3 separate regions of the Mus musculus genome follow, and all the other regions are linked to region 3. A link is a contact called in public Hi-C and HiChIP or PLAC-seq data. All regions are on one chromosome and are shown on one strand. The core of a region is the stretch at or near the end of the contact, and the rest is flanking DNA. Distances in the headings are between cores, read along the strand shown. Region 1 has its middle 190 kb from the start of Gm34244. Region 2 has its middle 200 kb from the start of Gm34306. Region 3 has its middle 21 kb from the start of Gm34244.

The links. HiChIP or PLAC-seq counts read pairs in DNA pulled down with a chosen protein or histone mark. A called contact is a pair of places that touch in the nucleus more often than the background predicts.
Region 1: a contact with region 3 is called in a Hi-C map of cortical neurons, with 2.4 times the contacts expected there. The contact joins two enhancer-like sites. A contact is called at or near these places in 1 of 15 datasets of contacts at CTCF or cohesin (pro-B cells), 5 of 484 Hi-C or Micro-C datasets (the HPC-7 cell line, brain, cerebral cortex and 2 more) and 1 of 115 datasets of contacts at active chromatin or transcription factors (astrocytes).
Region 2: a contact with region 3 is called in a RAD21 HiChIP or PLAC-seq map of pro-B cells, with 10 times the contacts expected there. The contact joins two enhancer-like sites. A contact is called at or near these places in 1 of 15 datasets of contacts at CTCF or cohesin (pro-B cells), 3 of 484 Hi-C or Micro-C datasets (cerebellar granule neurons, nephron progenitors and uterus) and 2 of 115 datasets of contacts at active chromatin or transcription factors (both in embryonic stem cells).

The regions. Positions count from the first base shown.
Region 1 is chr1:137,544,322-137,547,291 of GRCm38.p6, forward strand. No RefSeq gene overlaps it. Among named protein-coding and RNA genes, the nearest start is that of Gm34244, 190 kb to the left of the region's middle. Within about 2 kb of position 1,535, at least 14 of the 459 cell types and tissues checked have an H3K27ac peak or open chromatin away from gene starts, as enhancers often do. A contact at or near this core is called in cortical neurons, where this site is marked.
Region 2 is chr1:137,568,497-137,571,525 of GRCm38.p6, forward strand. No RefSeq gene overlaps it. Among named protein-coding and RNA genes, the nearest start is that of Gm34306, 200 kb to the right of the region's middle. Within about 2 kb of position 1,260, at least 8 of the 459 cell types and tissues checked have an H3K27ac peak or open chromatin away from gene starts, as enhancers often do. A contact at or near this core is called in pro-B cells, where this site is marked.
Region 3 is chr1:137,330,466-137,333,840 of GRCm38.p6, forward strand. No RefSeq gene overlaps it. Among named protein-coding and RNA genes, the nearest start is that of Gm34244, 21 kb to the right of the region's middle. Within about 2 kb of position 1,671, at least 51 of the 459 cell types and tissues checked have an H3K27ac peak or open chromatin away from gene starts, as enhancers often do. A contact at or near this core is called in cortical neurons and pro-B cells, where this site is marked.

The sequences.
Region 1 (2,970 bases), core at 285-2,784, 210 kb after region 3:
TCATTCACAGATAAGACATTAGGATGCTTCAGCACCTAATAGTGACATGTCCTGTGTGCATGAGCAGACTTCATGTATAGGATCTCACTAAGACCTCCTGGCATTCCAATGCAATAGCTGTCCATGTCACTGCTCTCATTTTGCAGAGAGGAATGATCAGATTAAACCAGCTCTCAAGCTATGGGTCACGACCCCTTTGGGGGTTGCACATCAGATATGCTGCATATCATATTTTTACATCATGATTAATAACAGTAGCAAAATTACAGTTATGAAGTAGCAATGAAAATAATTTTATGGTTGGGTGTAACCACAACATGAGGGACTGTATTAAAAAGATAACATTAGGATGGTTGAGAACCATTGGACTCTTTCCTGACTCAATATTTTTTTTAAGAGGAGGGCCACCAGAGATTTATCTCTCTTTCTTTAGCTTTTAAAGATGTATTTATTTAAAATGTATGAATTTTTACCTACATATGCATACCGCATGGGTGACTGGTGTCTGAGTAGTCCACCTCACCTACAGTTGTAGTTGGATGTGAGCCCCCATGAGCCCTCAGCCTGAGTTGCAAGTGCTTTTAACTACCCATCTGTCACTCCAGTCCTGGGACTGAACAATCCCTCCTCCCCTTTGCCTTTAAGGGTGCTCCTCCACCCACTCACCCATTCCCACTTCACTGCTCTAGCTTCCCCCAATGCTGGGACATCAAAACTCCACAGTATCAAGGGCCTCCCCTCCCATTAATGCCAGATACGGTTATCCTCTACTACATATATATCTGGAACCATGGATCCATCCATGTGTACTCTTTGGTTGATGGTTTAGTCCCTAAGAGCTCTAGGTGGCCTGGTTAGTTGATATTGTTCTTCCTATGTGGTTGCAATCCCCTTCAGCTCCTTCAGTCCCTCCCCTAGCTCTTCCATTGGGGTCTAAAGGCTCAGCCTGATAATTACAGTAGAGCACAGTCTTCCGTGGCTCTCCCTCCTTACCTATCTCTGTCTTCATGTGCTACATCTCGCTTCTTGGCATCACACAAAAGGACACAAAAGGGTCTATCACTCAGAGGGTTAGAAGCTAATGTCACCCCAGATCCTGGTTCTCAGCTGTCCTTGATTTGTTTTACTCTACGTAGCTCGCATTACCTGGTTTCTGTCTATGTCAGAACTGTGAGAGAGGTTAAGCAGGACACATCTGAATAGTGTGTTGGGCTTTCGTAGATGATAGAAAATCAACTAGTCATAACACCATGTAAAACGAGAAGGCTTTAGTTCTTTTTTTTTTCCTGTTAATTCTTGTAACCTTTTCCCAACATATGCTGAAATGCCATGAGATCCAAAGCAAGTACTTACACCTGTAATCACATTGATTTCATGTCTTGCTGAGGATTCAATAGAGAAAGAAGCTTTTTCTGAGGTGGCTAATAAGCTCCTGGCAACATTGTCTTTAGATCAATGGAAAATATGCATAGGGACAATACATGCTTAAATTTCCTCCCCAATATGCTGTTGGAAAATCCCTTTGGTTTTCTTATTGGAAGAAGGTGCAGTTGCCTTGACAACCAGCTTCTGAACAGACTGCCTCTGCCTCCTTGTTCTACAGCTTGCTGTAAAAGTCAAAGTGTGATATTCTTACAAGATGCACATAAATTTACTAAGGAAGGGATTTCCAATTTGCATATGGTAGCTGTCAGATGCTAGAGAGACATCAGTAATTTATCAAAGGAGGACTGTAAACCCCCTCAAATGTACAATTATTCCTTTCTAAAAATGATCATCATTGTTTGTGAACTTCAAAGCAGGTCACTCCAGACTTACAGTGAGGATTCTCTAAGGACAGTAGCACTGGGAAACTATAGCCCCTTTGTGACAGTTCTCTCGTCAGTTACCAGGAGAAGTTTCAAATTGTTCAAGTTGGTTATGAGCATCCATGCGAATTCTTCCCGCTACACTTGCCTTTCCAGAATAGCCTTTCTACCTCAGGGAACGTCTGTGCAGTGAGGGGGAAAGGGAAGTAAATGGGATTGAGTTTGGCAGAGCTTTTCAAATAACTTGTTCAATTTCCTGAAATAGTGGGAAATCTGTCTAGCCTGTAGCCCTTGTCTGGAAGCACCCCATTCAACTTCCTTTGAGGACATGAGACTATGCATACTCTCCCCGCCCCCCATAGACACACTGCATGCTTATCCATATTCTCGAGAATGGCCTTTAAAACCTAATTTTTACACATATTTGGGACTTCATTTTGCCTTCAAATGTACAGTTCCTGGCAGTGTCATGAGTACACCACGATTAGCTGTGATCAAGGCTCTGCATTTAAATTCTTACCTGTAGATGGTTCGCTACATTTTTCCAGGAGAGTTTTAAATCTTAAATGAGTCTGCAGGGCACACACATGCTGCCAGCTGCCATCACTCACCTTGAGGCCTGACTCTGCCATCCCTGTCCCCCCTCACTGACAGCACAGCTTGCCCCCTGTATCCCTCACAGCACCTAACCTCTGTACTTGTTCCAAGTGTCTCTCATCAATTGCTTAGGTCAGATCAGTTTGTGCTGATTTAGCCAACCTGTTTCCCTTTACCAGTTTTCTTTTTTTTAAAATTTTTTTTATTACATATTTTCCTCAATTACATTTCCAATGCTATCCCAAAAGCCTCCCACACCCCCACCTCCCCTACCCACCCATTCCCATTTTTTGGCCCTGGCGTTCCCCTGTACTGGGGCATATAAAGTTTGCCTGTCCAGTGGGCCTCTCTTTCCAGTGATGGCCGACTAGGCCATTATTTGATACATATGCAGCTAGAGACAAGAGCTCCGGGGTACTGGTTAGTTCATAATGTTGTTGTACCTATAGGGTTGCAGATCCCTTTAGCTCCTTGGGTACTTTCTCTAGCTCCTCCATTGGGGGCCCTGTGATCCATCCAATAGTTGACTGTGAGCATCCACTTCTGTGTTTGTTAGGCCCTGGCC
Region 2 (3,029 bases), core at 10-2,509, 240 kb after region 3:
GGAAGTTACCGAACAACTTTCAAGAACTGATTCTCTTTCTTCCAAGTGGGTTCCAGGGATAGACCTTGTAGTACGTGTGTTGGGGACCAACTGTAGTTCTGCAACCTCTGTTTCTTCCTTCAGGGTGTCCAGACACCACTGAGGCCTTCTCTGTGGATCTTAGTGCTACTGCTCAATGAAGCAGCTCTTTTACACAATCTTCAGTGGAACAATTGGGGTGCAGACACTTTACTTGGGGTTGACAAGGGCTATGTACTAACCTTGGAGACAGGAAGGAGTTTTTCAGGGTGAATGAAGTCATTGGCTTTGAGTTTAAAATGCTATGAATGCCTCATTTGTATGGAGAAGCATTTTAGGAATCTCAGATACTTGCTGGGCAGGTTCTTATCAGAATTGAAGAAGTTCAACTTGTGGGTTTGCCAAAGACATTCCTCAGGTAGAAAATAAGGGGTCAGGCTCACCAGATCAGGCAAAGAAGGGGAAACTCCGCTAGGAAGGGGACTCCTCTGTTTGTACTGACCTCAGAGGAGCTGTCTGGACATGGTAGACTAAAGCCTATTAGTGAGGGGCTACAAGAGCTCAGATCATCAGGTTTGATAGCAGGTGCCTTTATCTGCTTGAGTCACTTTGCCAGTCCATGGGAAACAATTTTATACCAAAGAGTGGAAATACATCTAGTCCAGTGGTTCTCAATCTTCCTAATGCTGCAACCCTTTAGTAAAATTCCTTGATGATGTTGTAGTAACCTCCAAACATAAAATTATTTTTGTTGCTACTTCATAATTGTAACTGTGCTACTGTTATGGAATGTAATATAAACATCTGTGTCTTCTGATGGTCTTCTGATGGCGACTCCTGTGAAAGGGTCATTCAACATTTCCAGGGGTCACAGGCTACCAGTTGAGAGTGACTGTTCTAGAGGAAGATGATGGATACTTGTCCCTTCCTTCTATTTACTTTAACCTTGGACCAATTTCCCCCAGACATTTAAATTCGTCATGAGTCCCACAGCAGAGTTTTATAGGAATTACTTTGTTAATAACATATAATTAAAATAACATAATTCCATCCTTCTTTTGGTCATTTATTCTGGCTAAAAGTTAACTTTGGAAATGAAAGACCAAAGCAAAAATGCGGTGGGAGTAGAGATAGGACTCAGGAGAAGTATGACAAACAATTAAGCACGTTATTACCGATGACACGTTCACGGTGGAGAGGATTATAAAGTGTGGTCTTTCTTATAAAGAGAGGTCCCTGGGGAGTCGGGAAAGAGATGACTTACAAGGCTGTGTGGTTAGCAAGGTCAAGAAGAAGGGGAGCACAGGAAGGAAATAAAAATGCTGCCTTCTCCACATTGTGCTTGACTTAAAAATGAAACGTTGCCGCCATCCATCTGTGACACTTCTTAGTTGTGTCATTCATGAAATAAAACCATGTTTATCATAAATAATAGACTTGGTGGTATAAATACAACCCGGATTATGCCATGAATTACGTGTTGAAACTGGTAATATGCTAGTTCATAGTGTGTAAGAACACTGACAGGCATTTGATTAGAAAAAAAAAAAGAAAGTACTATAAAAGATTATTAAGCATCGAGGTAGGTGTTATTCACTATCAGACCAGGAAATTCGATTTCAGCATGTCTCTTTACGGCAGAGTGTTCCATTTGTTTCACGGCTGCTTTGTGTATGAGTGCTGAGTTTCTCTCCCACAGGGGAAATGCATTTTCTTGAAGAAAATGTAAACTCCAGTATTGTGAATTCTAAAGCAGTAAAATGTGAGCAAAATCTTATGCAGAGAAATTAGGTAAAAAAATATTTCAATCCAACAATTATTTGTACAGTTGTGAGATGTGAAAGGATTTTTTAACCATGTGGAAATCATTAATAAATCAACATCATACTCTACAGACGTCTAACAGACTGAAACCAGCTATAAAGTCCAAGTGTTTAGAAATCTGTATTCATTTTAGCATATGCTAAAGGAGAAATCTGGCTTTCATACACAAAACTATGTCTGTTTATTGATATGAAAGCAACCAATGGCCTATGGAATGAATCTAAAAGCAAGCTTTCTGTGTAATGTCTTCCATTTTGTGCATTTGTATTAGCAGATAAGAAAATGCACTCCATATTTCTGGGTAGAGCAAACTCCATAACATCATCCCTGTGGCGTAACGAAGCATTTAGCTTTTAGCTCTGAGATTTAAGTACTTATAGATGTAGGCACTTGGCTACATGATATTGCTGTCTAAAATTCACTGTATGTGGCAGATTATGAATACTTTTCAAGGGTTTCTTAAATTCTTAATACTCTACCAATATTCAAAGTGATTATTTATTGGAGCTTATGCTTATACAAACAAGGCATGGCAAAGTGGTGTGCTTCACTTAGTCTCACAATAATAAGTCAACTCATATTAGACTCACAACTGAGGTAATACACTCAGTGAGCATGGCTTTACACAAGGACATGTAGTGGAGAGCCTAAGGTAAAGTAAAAATAATAAAGAATTCTTATCGATGTTTATGTTGGTATATAGTCTTCTGTCATCACTGACTTGGTGATTATTATTTCTATAATAAATTCAGTTGCTTTTTGGACAACACCATTGGCAAATACAGATTCTGTGATGTTTCCACTTTCTAATATCTTCTTAGAAGTTGAAAACTTTCCCCTTCTCTAGTAATTTTTAGCTTCTTTTTTCCATTTGCTTGTTATTACCATTTGGCTTTTTGTTTTTACTTTTTTTTTTTTTTTTTAACGTTTTAACTGAAAGAGATGCCAAGCAAAGATGTCTTTTCAGGACAGAGAGGTGGAGTGCCAGTGAGCCTTTCCAGCAACCCTGCCTGGTGGTTGCCTGCCAGCTGCTGGAGGAAGAGAAGGTCAGACCTTTTCTGGCACTGCACAGTCATGTGACTCATCCCCCTGAAGACATTTAGCAGTGTTGTGGGGAGTTTGTTTCAACATATAGACTATTGGATCTGAAAGTGCCCGAGAACTCAAAAATGAAGTAATGTCACTAA
Region 3 (3,375 bases), core at 421-2,920:
CAGCCTAATATTCTTTTCCTGATGCTGAATTAGCAGTGAGTGAGAACCCCTTGGAACAAACGGTTCCACAATGGATCTCTGGCAGAAGTTTAAGATGACAACGAAACAAGAAAATAAGATTAGTGAAGGTAAGTCTTCCATTCTTGTTTAGTTCTTTAGTGCCAGTTTCCAGGACCAGAAGGGCCTCCTGTCTGTTTGTTTTGTCTCTGACTCTGTCTGTTTCTGTCTCTCTGTCTGTCTCTCTGTCCATCTTTTTCTGTCTCTCTCATCTGTCTGCCTGTCTGTCTGTCTATCTCTGTCTTTCCCTCCATTCTCTCATTTCAAGCAGAAAGCCAGCAGAGGGCACTGGTAACCCTGAACATGCAAGATATCTGGTGGAAAGTTCCCTGCAGAAGGGCAGCCCAGTGTTAAGACAGAGGGGGGCGGGGGTAGGGGAGGCTAGAGAAGTATAGGCTTCGTACTTTCATGTCCGTATTTTGTAAGTCTATTAAAAATTGGGAGAACCTTCTCTATCTCTCCTTTAAAATGCTTGAGAGTGGCTTCCCCAAAATATGATAGAATAGCATTGAAATACTTCAAGCAGAGTGAAGATGATTAACACTATATTATTCTGCAATTTTTAAATCATTTTATTTGACTCAAAATGTTTGCACTCATGTGGGTAGGATTCAGTTAGAAAATTGAAGTATGCTTTGCCCATTGAGAAATGGTGTATGCGTGTGTTTCCAAGTTTTAAAACCTATTCCAAAGCAGTTATATCCATCAGGAGTGTATAAAATACCTGCAAGTGGCAAGTATAATTACTTGTGCCTGTTGTTAAAAATTGAAGTTGATGTAGTTTTTAAGTTGGAATTTCTACCAATGTGTAACCACCACTTATGTGTGTATGTATATGTGACTACTATATTTATATGTGAGTCATGTAAAATATATCACACACATATTTATATTTTTCCAGAATCTGTCTTTGTGATGCTGCAGAAACTTTCCTAGTGGTTAGTGCTGCTGTGCAGTGGTCTCTTACCTAGATGGACCTATTTTTCCACGGCACCCAAACCTGCATGGCGCTGAGCTAGTTCCTTTAGAATGACTGCCCAATGCTCAGGTATGCCAAAGCTTTCAGGACTTCGCTTGTTAATGCCACAAAAAAGAAAAAAAAATTCATGCACACATGCTTGGAAGCTCTTGTCTGAAAGACCATGGATGTCTTTACTTCCAATTAGACAGTCACTAGGCAGCAAATACAGCATATGACTTATATTGAAGGGCTATGGGCTGCCTGTATCAACTGCTAGAACAGCTAACCTCAGCAACAGTCATCAAAGCTTTAATATAAGAAAACTATATGTGCAAAGACACGTGCGAAGCTCACTTTGAATGTGTTACAGACTCCAGTACTCAGGACAGTTGGCACAGATGGCCAGCCTGACATCAGACTGCTCCTTTTTTTTTTTTTTTTTTTTAAACCGTGACCAGTTCTGGAGAGTGCTGGACTAGAGACTCTGTCATTTCTGACAACAGGAGAACCAGAGACCCAGTGACATTCAAGTTTTGGCATTTTCCAATTTCTTTTTGGATGATTTAACGACCAAAACTGCTGCAACCTACACATTTTGCTTGTCTTCCTTCCTCCACGATGGAGCTAGGATAGGATATGGCTGTTCGTGGCTTTCTGCCTCTGGATGGCAGTAACTCCTGCTTGAATGTTCATGACCCTTAACTGTAATGTCTTAAAGTAAGGACTTCCCATCCTTTGTTAGTTTTCTGTCCAAAGAAAACACGAAATTTGCTTGGTCTGAAACACACACACACACACACACACTCCAAACAAGGAGTCTGTTTAATGTTAAAAAACCGATACCACCAATCCCAGGCTAGAAAGAAAATGAGGACTCAGGGAGCTAACCTAAAAAAACAAAAAAACTGAAAACCTGGCATTTGGATATTTCCATATGTTTATATGTGATTCATTTTCCTTCTTACATAAATTAACAAATGCTGCCGAGCCAAGCGTATTTTTTTTCCCTCAAGACAACGAGGCTCTGCAAAGCTCTAGGAATATATCCAGGCTTTGGGAATAAGCATGTCTACCACTAAAATTATGTGCTCTGATTAATATAGTCCATCTGGATTTTCTGACTGAGGCTTTTCATAGACACAAAGAATTAAAGAGCTTAAACATTAAATACAGAGCAGTGCACACATGGTAAATGTGGTTCTCTAACCTCCCCATGCTGTGGCTACTGCAGTACCGTGAACCGACATCTGGATAGGGCTGTGGGCTGTAATTTATTGTCCTGTAATATTTTCCCGGTCCTCCTCTTGCATGTTCTTTTAAACCTGCTGTTTCTTTTCTTTGGTTCTCTGTCCTAGCCTCACATGCTCCTGTAATGTTTACCTCCTACAGTGAACTAGGACTGAAAGCTCTTCCAACCTCCATTGCCAGCTCTGGGCCTTTGCACAGACGTGTTAGAGAGGGGTTTGTGGGAATCCCTAGCTCCAGCTTGTGGAACCTTTAGACAGGCATGGCTTTCTTATTGGGAAAAGAGGATGGGTTAGTGTGAGAAAAAGAAATCTACTCTTGAGTATTCTTTTTTTTATTTTATGTTTTAAAGTTCTTTTGAGTACTTACTAAAAAGTAATAGATTATGACCCAAACCTACCACCCGAACTTCAGTCCTGGAAATCTCACTCAGTCTTGGTATCTAACTGAGGTGGTGTAAGCTCTTAACGGCTTCATAGTGACCACTCTTGAGTCTTTGGTGATTTGGAGGGTTTACTGCATACTCATGCATTTCATTCTTTCCTAATCTGAAAAGGGAATGTGAATCCTATGGCTTCTAAATGATAGATTAAAAATATACATATTTTTCCTGCAATGATTTTTTTTTGATGCCACATGAAATGGTTTCTGTAAGTATGAGCGAGTATGATTATTGGGTTTCTTGGGACAATAGTAGAGAATCTACAGAAATACCTGGGGCACAATAAAGCCCCAAATGTATAGTCTACATAGCAAAACCAAGGGGAAGACAGAAAGTCATTGACTCCAATAGTGATAAAAGCAAAGAGGGATTCTGGGATACAATCCTTCAAATCTAGGGTCAGGTCACCAAAAATCAGTCTAAGAATTTAGCTAGCTCAAAACACAGACGAGAAGTCAAGAGAAGCATGTTCCTAAGGCATGCTTCTTTTGTGTTTCTCTTAGGTGGCAGGTTTCAATCTCTGTGCATTTGAAATAATGCTCTAACCTGCTTAGAGACAGAGGGCTTCTCATCATTAACCCAAACGAAGCTCCGAGTCCAGGGAGCTACTGTTTCTGGCTTTATCTGACTTGGGTTATTTCCAACCACACAGTAACAGCCTTAACTTTAA